Linked DNA regions of Mus musculus: region 2 is linked to region 1. Evidence: chromatin contacts called from public Hi-C data. All regions are on one chromosome and are shown on one strand. Each heading gives the region's core, a stretch centred on a gene start, on an enhancer-like site or on the middle of the called end of the contact. The rest is flanking DNA. Distances are from core to core; before and after follow the strand shown.

Region 1 (6,025 bases), core at 148-2,647:
TCCATGCTCCATGCATTAGAGAGTTATAGAAGCAGTTTTTAGTAATATAATCCTGTGTTACCTATCATACAAGGAGGCAAAATAATTTCCATTCTGATCAATTTTCCAATAATTTGGATTAGAACTGCTATGGCATAGTTATTCCAACTGTGTTAGAAATTATTGAATGACTTACGTTGGTAGATCAGTATAAACATATATTTTTTTTTCCAAATTGGGATGAGACAAATAATCTAGGCATAAAATCAACAAATGTGTGTTTTGAATATGTATTAAATTGAGCTTAAAAGAAACAGATGTGAGATGTGTTGGAACTGATGTTATTACTTTTGGTTCTTAGCCACCAAATAAAAATTCTGGAAACCAAACAGGTCCTCTGAATAGATAGGTACTCCATTCAGAGTCATCTATCTGTTGAGTCCCAATAAATCCATTTGATGAGTAAATGTGTTTATTCTGGTTAGTTACATAGTAGTTGAAATGTTACACCCCTGAAATTTGCAGAAATTCCTCTCATTCTTCCTACCAAGGTTCTATTCTATATAATTGCCAGTCCACAGCAGAGTCATGCAAACTTTGTCTTAGATTGCCATCTAGTAATGAAACAAGAGAAGTGGCAAAAGGCTCAGACAACCCAGACCACACCAGATCGATGGGAAGTTATATATTTGTGTTGACCCAATCTTTTCTCTTTTCAGGGATTTCCGGTTTTGTAACATGCTACCACACTGTGTGAAAGATAGCTTCGGTTTTCTGTACTCTCCCATGTACATGAGATAAATGGTGCCTTGCTATCTCTGACTAGAAATCAGAAGATAAATTTCAATACAAGACAACTGAAACCAGTAGAGAGATCTTCCAAATCAGAATTTAATAGCCAGTCATAGGACATGTCTTTTAACAAGAATATGTGGAATCTATGGGATTAAATTTTAGATGGGAGTTTTTCAGTGCCCAGTATAGACAGCAAAGTAACTGGAAACTAGATTATAGTCTTATAAATTTTCACATTTGCAATATCATAATTGTGTTATTTAACATATATGATTATATCATACTATAAATGTGTACATGTAATATGTGTGTGTGCAAAAACACATGTATGTATGTTTTCTCAGAATAAAAGAGTTGTCAGCACTTGGATAGTAGGATCTCATTCTTTGGTATATTTAGAGATATCCTCTGTGAGTGGTAACATCTAGAAGTTCTTTTTTTTTATGTTCCATATTCATGCAAGATGAAGAGGAACAAAGACCACAGAGCTGAGATGAAGAAGTTCAGCTGCTCAGAAAATTATGCGTAACATCAGGAAATCTGTCTGCCCTCTAGAGAGCAAACAGTAGTAGCTATCATTAGTGTGGAATCCCTAGAGGACACTATGAAAAGCAGATTCAGTTAGAGGTGAAAGTATAGTGGTTACTCAGAAGACACTTTCTGTCTCACCCCAGCCTTTTTAAAACACTTACATTGTTAGATGTGGTGAAATGCACTCTTTATAGAAAATATGGCAACCATATTCAGAATGGGCCAGAAACTAAACCAGAAAGGCTGGTAAGAAGACTGAACAATAGCCCAAGCCCACTATAGCTAATGAGAATTGACTGGATTAATGAAAGCCTAGATCATCTTAGTGAAAATATCTTAAAGTCATGAGAACAAAATAATAAAAAAAACATGTTTCAGAAGGGCTGAATAATATAAGACATCCACAGAAATCCACGGACTTCATCCTGCTTTTGAAGAAATTAATCAGAAAACAAAGTGTGATTTTTATTATCACAGTCTCATTCGAACACAAAAGCAGCCACTATTTGAGAGCTTTGATTTACATGATACAAGCATGAGAGAAGTCTTACATAATGTAAAGCTCAGATAGCTTCCTGTAGAACATGTTGTTGTCCAAGTCAGAAGCTGCTTTTCCTGTATTATTTTTTCTTTTATTAATATTAATCATTTCATTTGTTTACATCTCAAATGATATCCCCCTTCCCAGTTACCTCCTCCAACAACACTGACTCCAATATCCCACTTCCCAGTTATCCCTCCGCCATGTCCCCCATCACAAATCTTCCCTCCTCACTTTCTTTTGTCTGTATGAGAGTGCTCCCACACACACCCACACTCTCCTGCCCCACTGCTCCAGTATTCCCCTACTCTGAGGCACAAAACTTCCCCAGGACAAAAGGCCTCCCCCTCCTGTTGCTGTCTGGCAAGGCCATCCTCTGCTACATATGGATCTGGAGCTGAAGATTCCTTTAGGTACACTCCTTGGTTGGTGGTATAGTCTTTGGGAGAACTGGGTGGTAAGGCCAGCCTATGTTGTTCTTCCAATGGGGTTTCAATCCCCCTCCATTCCTCCAGTCCTTCTGCCAGCTCCTCAACCAGGTTCCCTGAGTCATCCTGACAGATGACTCCAAGCACCTGCCTGTACATTGGTCAGCTGATGGCTGTACCTCCCAGGAACTTCCACACTTTGCTCCTCTCACAGGTGCCTCTTGACTCAAGCAATAGTGTTGGGTTTCGTGCCTGCAGACTTAATGTATTCCCCAGGTGGGTCCGTTCCCCAATTGGACCTTCCTTCAGTCTCCATTGGTTCCATTTTTTTATCCCTGTTCTTCCTTTGGAAAGGAACATTTCTGGGTTATAAAAAAACAAAAACAAACTTCGATTTATTTACATTCCAGATTTCATTCTCTCCCCACCCTTGTCCACACTCCAACTGTCCTCCTCTTTACTCCCTGTCTCCATGAGGATGTCCTCATCCCCCACCATCCACCACCCACCCTGCCTGACCTCTAAACTACCTAGGGCCTCCAGTCTTTTGAGGGTTAGGTGCACCTTCTCTGTCTGACCCGGTAGTCCTCTGCTATATACGTGTTGGGAGCCTCATATCAGCTGGTGCATGCTGCCTGTTTGGTGGTCCAGTTTTTGAGAGATCTCAGGGGTCCAGATTAATTGAGACTGCTGGCCCTCCTACAGGGTTGCCCTCCTCCTGAGCTCCTTTCAGCCTTTCCCTATTTCAACAAGGGTCAGCAGCTTCTGTCCATTGGTTGGGTGCAAATGTCTACATCTGACTCTTTAAGCTGCCTGTTGGGTCTTCCAGAGTGAGGTCATGCTAGGTCCATTTTTGTGAGCAGTCCATAGCCTCAGTAATAGTGTCAGGCCTTGGGACCTTCCCTTGGGCTGGATCCCACTTTTAGGCTGTCTCTAGAATTTCTTTTCCTCAGGCTCCTTTCCATTCTCATCCCTGCAGATCTTTCATCGAGGAACCGTTTTGAATCATTTTTGAATATGGGATGGCAACCCCCTGTCTCACTTTCAGCTGGGGGTGGGCTCTATAAGTTCCCTCTCCCTACTGTCTGGTATTTCATCAAAGGTCTCCCTGTGAGACCTGAGAGTCTTTCACCTCCCAGGACTTTGCTGTATTCTGGAGGGTTCCCCCAACTTCCTACCTCTTGAGGTTGCCTGTTTCCATTCATTCTGCTGGCCCTCAGGGCTTCTGTCCTTTTCCCTCATCCAATACCATATCAGGTTCACCTCTCCCTCCCCCTGCCCTGTCTACTTTCCCTCACAGGTCTCTCCCTCTCTCCCCACTTGTGATTGCTTTCTTCTACCCCCTCCCCAAAGTGGGCCTGAGGCATCCTCACTTGGACCCTTCAGCTTTTTGGCCCCTTTGAGTTCTGTGGACTGTATCTAGGGTATTCTGTATTTTTTCTGATATCCACTTATTAATGAGTACATAATATGCATGTCCTTCTGAGTATGATATTTTCTAGTTCCATCCATTTGCCTGAAAAAACTCATTATGTTCTTGTTCTTAATATCTGAGTAGTATTCCATTATGCAAATGAAACACATTTTCTGGACCATTCTTCTGCCATGGGATATCTGGGTTGTTGCTAGCTTCTGGCTCTCACAAACAAGACCGCTATGAACATAGTGGAACATGTGCCCCTGTGGCATTTATTTATTCATTTATTTAAAATAAATAAAACTTTGAGATGGGTAGGTGGCTCTAGCCCTCTGCCAGGGGCAGAGCCTATCCACTGTAGGTGGTCCTCACAGGTTCTATCTCCATCTTCTCTGTACATTACAGCTAAATTCGATCCCATTGGATTCTGTGACCCTCACTTTTTTTTTTTTTTTTTTTTTTTTTTTTTTTGGTGCCTAGTACCTGCCAGTGGCTAGTGGCCATCCCCAGTTCCTCACCCCCCTGTTTTAATTTCTAAGTTACTCTGAAGCCAGAAACTGCTTCAAGCCTCTGGTCAAATTAATACCTGCTGCTTAACAGAGTGTTGATGGCGGGTTTTTGGAGGGGAAACTGGGAAGGAGAATATCATTTGAAATGTAAATGAATAACATTTTTGTTTCATTAATAAAAACCCAGAACAAGCAAACAAACAAACAAACAAACACAACAACAACAAAACAGAGGGGTGGTTAAGTAAAGAGACTTTATTTAAACCCTTGTCTTCTAGGCAAAGTTACTGACAGGAAAAAAAAAGACACATTTGGAAAGGAATCTTTCTTTCTTTTTGTTCTCCCCTTTTCACATATTTTCTTTATTTATAATTCAAACGTTATCCCCTTTCCAGCTCTCCCCTCCAGAAAGCCCCAATCCCATCCCTGCTCCACCTGCCTCTATGAAGGTGCTCCCCATCCATTCATTCACTTCAGCTTTCCTGCCCTGGCGTTCCTCTACACTGCAACAACAAACCCCCTCAGTCCCAATGGCTGCTTCTCCCACTGATGTGCAACAAGGCTATCCTTTGCCACATATGTGGCAGGAGCCATGGGTCCCTCCATGTGTATTCTTTGATTGGTGGTCCAGTCCCCTGGAGCTCTGGGTGGTTTGGCCTTTTGACATTGTTGCCTTCTCCAAAAGTTTACCATGAAGGAGTGTTGGATTTTGTCAAAGGATTCTTCATCATTGAATGAGTTAATTATGTGATTTTTTCCTTCAGTTTGATTATATGGTGCATTACTTTGATAAATTTTTGTATATCGATCACGATGAATGATATTTTTGATGGGTTCTTTGTTTCATTTTGCAAGAATTTCATTGAACATTTTTTCTGTCTATGTTCAAAAAGAGATATTGATCTGAAATTATCTTTCTTTGTTGAATCTTTATATTTTAGGTATCAGCATGACTGTGACCTCATAGAATAAATTTGGCCATTCTGTTTCTAGTAAGTGGAATAGTTTGAGGAGTATTGCTATTTGCTCTTTTTTTTTTTTTTTTTGAATGTCTGGTAGAATTCTGCAGTAAAACAATCTGGCACTGAGATTTTTCTTGGTTGGAAAAATTTAATGACTGCTCTTATTTCTTTAAGCACTATATGACTATTTGTATAAATTATTTGGTCTTGATTTGGAAGTGGTCAAGATGAACTTTTTTTTTTTGACCTGTTAGTTTTTGCACCCTAACTCAATGTAGCCAGCTGGCATGCCAGGCACATTTCCATAAGAAAAATTTGTATCCTGAAAACAACTAACATAGTTGGTAGAGGTAACAGAATCCTAAAAATATTTAGATATAAGAAGCAATAAAAGTGGGGAAAGTAAAAAAAAATAAAATTCTCTAAAGAATTTTAATACTCTACTAAAGACAATTTGGGAGATTCTGCCACATGTCAATTAAACTGGTAGCCACACTCTATTTCTAGGAGGAAGCAGCTGGGAGATAAAGCATTTTGTTCCACTCTGTAGCACTGTGTGGTGGGCTACTACTCCCCTGCTGACAATAGTAAGTGGCAGCAACTTCGTCCTGCATGCAGCTGATTGTCAGAGTGTAAGAGCTCTCAGACCCACTGCCACTGAAGCTGTCTAGGACTCCAGATGCCAGGATGGATGTCCTATAAATCAAAAGTTTAGGGGAGGATCCTGGCTTCTGCTGGTACCAGTGTAAGTAATTGGAACTTATACTTGAGCTGGCACGGCAGGTGATGGTGACCTTCTCCCCTCGAGATGCAGTTATGGATACTGGAGACTGGGTGAGAACCATTTCTCCCTTTGACACTAT
Region 2 (5,879 bases), core at 2,737-5,236, 2.0 Mb after region 1:
TCCTACTTCACCTCTGGGCTCTTTTATTTTATTTTATTTTATTTTATTTTATTTTAGATTTGAAGTACAGATGTGTAAAAATAAACTGCAAAATAATCTTCACATGATTGGAAAATAACTTATGAAACATTTAATTGGTGCTATAAATCATTTTTGCTATATGGTGCTATAATTTTGAAAGGAAATTTGTTAGCACATACCAAAAGCTACTAAAGCTCCATCCCCTTTAACTCAGTAAGTTCAAGACATTGAGTATTAAAAATCAGGTGATATGGCTCATGATTGAACACTTTTCTGGCATGCTCGACTCCTGACCCAAACCCCAACATTGCAAAAGTAACAATAATAAAATAAAATAGCAAACATCTATAAGATGCTAAGGGACCAACAATAGGAGAAACAGCCAAGGAAATATGGAAAATTATCTCGATGAGCTAATTTACCATCATGTGAAAGGAAATGTCCAAGGCCTGTATAAGAACATAGGCAGCTGCATACTCGTGAGAGACGTATAGCACTGAATTCTACAATCAGCCTTGTATGAAACACACGTGTTTAGAAATTAGGATTAGAAACAGCACTCAGACAAAATGCTGAGCATATGTTGCATCTATTGTTAAAAGCAAGTGGTAGAGTATCTGCGTTCAAAATGCTTGTTTATTACATCAGTGTTCATGGTGATCAAGCTACGGATGAGTTTAGATGCCCATCAATAGATGAATGGACAATGAAATATGGCATATATATATCCAATAATTTTTTATTACAGTATGTAATACAGTGTGAGAGGTGTGTGTGTGTGTGTGTGTGTGTGTGTGTGTGTGTGTGTGTGATCTCTGGAGGTCAGAGCACAACTTCCAGGGGTTGATTCTCTCCCTCTATTGCATAGGTCCCTGGATCCAATGCAGGTCATCAGGCTTGGGGACCAGCACCTTAGCCCAGTGAGCCATCTCATCAGCCCTCCAGTGCAATTTTACCAGCACCTTAACCCAGTGAGCCATCTCATCAGCCCTCCAGTGCAATTTTACCTTAACCCAGTGAGCCATCTCATCAGCCCTCCAATGCAATTTTACCAGCACCTTAACCCAGTGAGCCATCTCATCAGCCCTCCAGTGCAATTTTACCTTAACCCAGTGAGCCGTCTCATCAGCCCTCCAATGCAATTTTACAGGGCCATAAACAGCTAAATTGTGTTCTTTCTAGAAAAATGGTTAAAACTGGAAATCATTATGTTAAGCAAAATAAGCCATATTAGGACAAACCACATTTTATCTCATATGTGAAGCTAGATTTTTTTTTAAGGCATGAATGTAGAAAGAGGAGCATTTGGTAAGAGAAAGGAGTCAGACAGCAGGAAGGTAAAGAAGGAAACAAGGACAAGAAACCGGTGACTATGATCCAACCTTGTTACACACGTATAAAAATATAATGAAGGCCAGGCGTGGTGGCGCACGCCTTTAATCCCAGCACTCAGGAGGCAGAGGCAGGCGGATTTCTGAGTTCGAGGCCAGCCTGATCTACAGAGTGAGTTCCAGGACAGCCAGGGCTATACAGAGAAACCCTGTCTCAAAAAAAAAAAAAAATGAAAATTGGTATTTTGTGCAATTAATATGCGCTAATAATTTCTGGATGCTGAATACTGTTTTATAATAAAGAATATCCAGCAACTAGAACTAGAACAATATGCCACATGGAAGCATGACAGCAGCCTCTGCCTTGTTTTCGAACAGAGATGAAGCCAATGCCTCCCATGCTGGGCTCCCTGGGGATCATCTCTCAGTGTGGAGAGCCTGCTCCAGCCCCTGAAGTGGAAAGCTACTACTTAACCAAACACACAGCCTAACAGCTGGGATTAAATGACCTGAAAGGTAAAATCTCTGCCTCCAGCAAACAGAATTACCAATTAGGCTTTGTTGTCAAGCCATGTGTATGCTGTAAAAACAGGTTAAGCCATGGTGAGAATGTGCTATGCTTACACAGCTGTCTGGGATTAATTAGTGAGGGTATGTCTGGGATAGCTGCATGTTTTGATCAAGCCAATTCTCTCTAACTCCCACATGTGTGTGTCTACTTGTATCCTTGAGTCATTTCTGAATATGTTAAAGAAAAGGAACTACAGACGAATACATGTTCTTTTTACTGATTTGCCTGCTGGAAATTTCTTCATGTAATTTTTTGGAGCAAAGTATTCTAGCAGTACAATGAGTAGCCATTGGAAAGTAATCCTCTCTACTCCCCCACTCCCCGGGCTAAGACGCTTTTCATGAAGCATTTTAGCTCTAATGGAGACTTCTTAAAGCCAGATGAAAACTAACCATCAGTGTGTCAGAAAAGTAACTGGGTTTTAAAAGAAGGGGTTGCGTGAGCTGTCCTCAAGCGTCAAAGTCTCTCCTAAAATTACCAACATCAGAGCCCCAGAACCAGGAGTCCTGTCTACAGAGTAAGACCCTGTCTCAAAACCACCACCACAACAACAAAAATAGCCATTGGAATTCACTTAGAATTATCCTTACTGATAAAATTACAACTATAAAAGAGATAATTATTTTAAGTACAGAAAATTATTCAGAAAAAAATCTATTCTAGAAAGCAACTCTGCGTTTAAGTAACTGTTTTGGATCATTTCTCCATTGCCATAATTTACACTTAGATTACACACTGGGGACTAGAAGTGATCTTGTGGGTGCCCATAAAAGACTGCCCATGAACGCAATTTATAATCATTGAAAGTGTAGACATGCAGTCAGAAACACAACCATGATTACTCAGAAAAAAAAAAAGTTCCTTTCTTGAAACTTTTAAACATAAATATGGAACTTTACATGCGTGCACATTATACAGCAACATGTTTTAAGAATAAGCATGCATCCTGTGAGTTTGATTGTACGTAAACTCGGTGAGAATGTATTTTTAAATAAAACAAGAGTTTTGTTCTTAGGAATTGATGCTTGGACGTTAGCATAGGGAACGCAAAACCCAATTCTGCAAAATCCCAAGTATCCCCAGGGCCAGCCTCTGCCAACAGCGTCAGGCAGGGGTAAAGCTTGCTCAGAGACAGTCTTCACACCTCAGGAGTCCAGGCCCCGTTTTAACCAATTACAGGCAGGCCTTTATTTTTGCTTGGATTGAGATATTTTGTTTTGTTTCTTACTGAAGTTTTCATTTGTTTGTTTGTTTTTGCTGCGGGTCAAACTCAGGGCCTTGGAGTTGAGAGGAAGAGAGACTACCTCGGCTTTACAAATGTCAGCCTCTCTCTACCATAGGAAGCATCTTTCCAAGCTTCCTAACTGAATGTTATTTACAATTCTGTTTTGATTACACACACTTTTTGTATTTCGGGGAAAAAAAAAAACAACATTTTCCTGTGCATGGTCTTAAGTCCTTTTCTAAAACAGAAGTTTAACACTACAACAAACAGCAGAAATAGATATTAGGGGGAAACACAGAAATGAAGGCAGACTCTCTCTAACGGAGAATATGGGTGAGGGAGTCCTTGGGGAAGCCAAGCTATGAAGAGTTACCTAAGATTATTCTTCCATTTCCTTAACCTCCCTTGGACTTTCCAACAATCCCTCCCACAGCAACCACACACAGAGAGGGACCAACCTGTGAGGGGTACACAGCCGGGGGCGGGGCGGGGGGGGAGTGGATTCAGGACACTGCTCTTTACCCAGTTTCTGCACGGGCAGTCAGTTAGCAGCACTCACTGTGAGGACCCTAGTGGCAGCCCAGGGTGGATCTCCCTAGGACTGCAGTTGAGCTCAGATTTGAGCCCTAATGTAGCTTTAAAGTGTCCAGTATTTAAGTTTGACTCATATTCTCCCAGGAAAACTTCCATGTTCCCTAAAACAACCTCCCCTGACCTGTGATAACCTGTCAGTAGATGTCCATAGAAAAACCGTCTGCCTGAAGGAGTCGTGTGGGCAGGGGCTTCAGACAGGCAGATTTGCACCCCAACCCAGCCAGCACAGTCAGTTATGGGTGGCTTTGTGCGCTTACGATAACAAAGTTAAGGGCTTGGCAGTGAGCTGAAGTAGCAAACAGTCAAACGAACCCATCTTCCATGCTAGAAAATGTCCTGGCCACTTCATAAACAGCCACACGTGTAGTTTTTGCTGGTTAACTGGACCCAGGGCTGTTGTCCCAGACAGAGTCAGATGATGAAGAGAAATACTAGAAATGCAAGCATACTGAGAGACCTAAGGGATTTACTGGGGGGGACACCACAGTGGATTTTATGGGCACATATTAATTATCCAGCACTAGGAGCCTTAAGCACCTCAGAACACGTTCCTTTAGCCACGCATAACCAGGAGAGTGGGGCTCTCTGATCAATCAGTGAGCAAGTGCCAAACACTCCAACAGGACCCGGAAGAAACCGTGAGGTCCGGTGATGTTCAGCTTAGCTTTCTAAAGGACCATGACAATAACTTTCCCAAAGAGGAAGGACTGTTGAAATGAAAACAGAGATAATAAGCCTTTAAGGACAGTAACTGATAAGGCCATGTCTCCCAAATAGCCCACTCTGCTGTGGTCACAGAAATCCCAGCCTCTGCCTGGCCTTGGAGGTTTTGACGTGCTGGGCTGGAGCGCTCCCTTCTGGCCACTGCCTTGAGTGACACCAAGTTCTGAGGCCAGAGTCTCTCGGGTGACTTATCTAAAATTATCATTTTAAAGGCTTATTATTTAAAAGGCTTATTATTTAGATAATGACTTATCTAAAATGTCACCTTTTTGCCCTAGATTTCCTGGATGTTTTGGATTAGGAATTTGTGTCAACGTGTTCTAAGGTATCTTCTACACCTGAGATTCTCTCTTCTGTCTCTTGTATTCTGTTGGTGATGCTTGCATCTGTAATTCCTGACCTCTTTCTTTAAAAAAAAAAGGGGGGGGAGGGGAATAGGAGGTAGCTATCAATCCATCAAAGACTATTTTTAACATCATTTGATACATATTATTTTTACATAGTTGAGATCATGCTATGCAGTAGCCATTTTCCATCTGCTTCCGGTTTCACTCCCTACCCCTGGCCCCTGTCAAACTGGCTTCCACTATCCCACTAGACTGGCAAGTGTAAAGCGTAGAAGGGTCAAGCCAGGATATTTGCTCACCAGCCCTGCCTGGGGAAGGAATTTTCCAGTAGCCACCACTCTTGCACCCACCAAGTGGGAAATTTCTAGGCCGTGAGAGCTCTTGCAACCCTGACATTGCTCAGCTCCAGGTCCCTTCAGCTTAATGATGGGTTCTCTGCTATTTGTCACCTACAAAGTAGGTCCCACTATGACATTGTTTGGAATACCCAGAGTGGTATATGTTCCTAATCATGACAAGATCAATGTGTATATTCATTTAAAATTATTCCACATGGGTTGTCAAATATAGTACTTTACAGATGGTGTTATCTTGGTTTGTTGTTGTTTTATTTTGTTTGAGACAAGGTCTGACAAAGCGATGGCCAAGGGTGACCTTAAACTCCTGATCTTCCTGCCTCTACTTCCTGAGTGCTGGAATTACAGCCTGTATCAGCATACAAGGGTTTAATGTGGTGCTGGAGATCAAACCTAGAGGCACTCTCCCACTGAGAGACACACAACCCCAGTGAACAAACTCGATCTTAAAAGACTGAATAATAATTCACATCATTTAGGTTTCCATATTTGCTAAAATATTACCTTGGTACAAACATCTTCATATCTAAATTAGTATCCACCCTGCAATGTACTTGTACAGGACTGTTTCCTACAAGTAACTAAAAATGAATGGGACATTTTCTGTTTCTTGGTACATATTGCCAAAAAATATCTAGTAAGAAAAGTCAGAAGAGTTTACAACCCCACCGGCAAGCTGGGAAAGCCGTCTCGCCATCTCCACACCCCTGT

The links. Hi-C and Micro-C count contacts between places; a contact is called where the count stands out from the background.
Region 2: a Hi-C map of the CH12 cell line shows a contact between it and region 1. The contact joins two enhancer-like sites.

Annotation. Positions count from the first base shown.
Region 1 is chr6:68,749,319-68,755,343 of GRCm38.p6, forward strand. It overlaps Igk and Igkv4-92. Among named protein-coding and RNA genes, the nearest start is that of Gm25833, 220 kb to the left of the region's middle. Within about 2 kb of position 1,398, at least 11 of the 459 cell types and tissues checked have an H3K27ac peak or open chromatin away from gene starts, as enhancers often do. A contact at or near this core is called in the CH12 cell line, where this site is marked.
Region 2 is chr6:70,748,070-70,753,948 of GRCm38.p6, forward strand. Gm30211 (a long non-coding RNA gene) reads left to right here. Exons shown (of 7, transcript XR_001785278.2): 6 at 890-992; 7 at 1,731-3,621. Among named protein-coding and RNA genes, the nearest start is that of Gm30211, 22 kb to the left of the region's middle. Within about 2 kb of position 3,987, at least 15 of the 459 cell types and tissues checked have an H3K27ac peak or open chromatin away from gene starts, as enhancers often do. A contact at or near this core is called in the CH12 cell line, where this site is marked.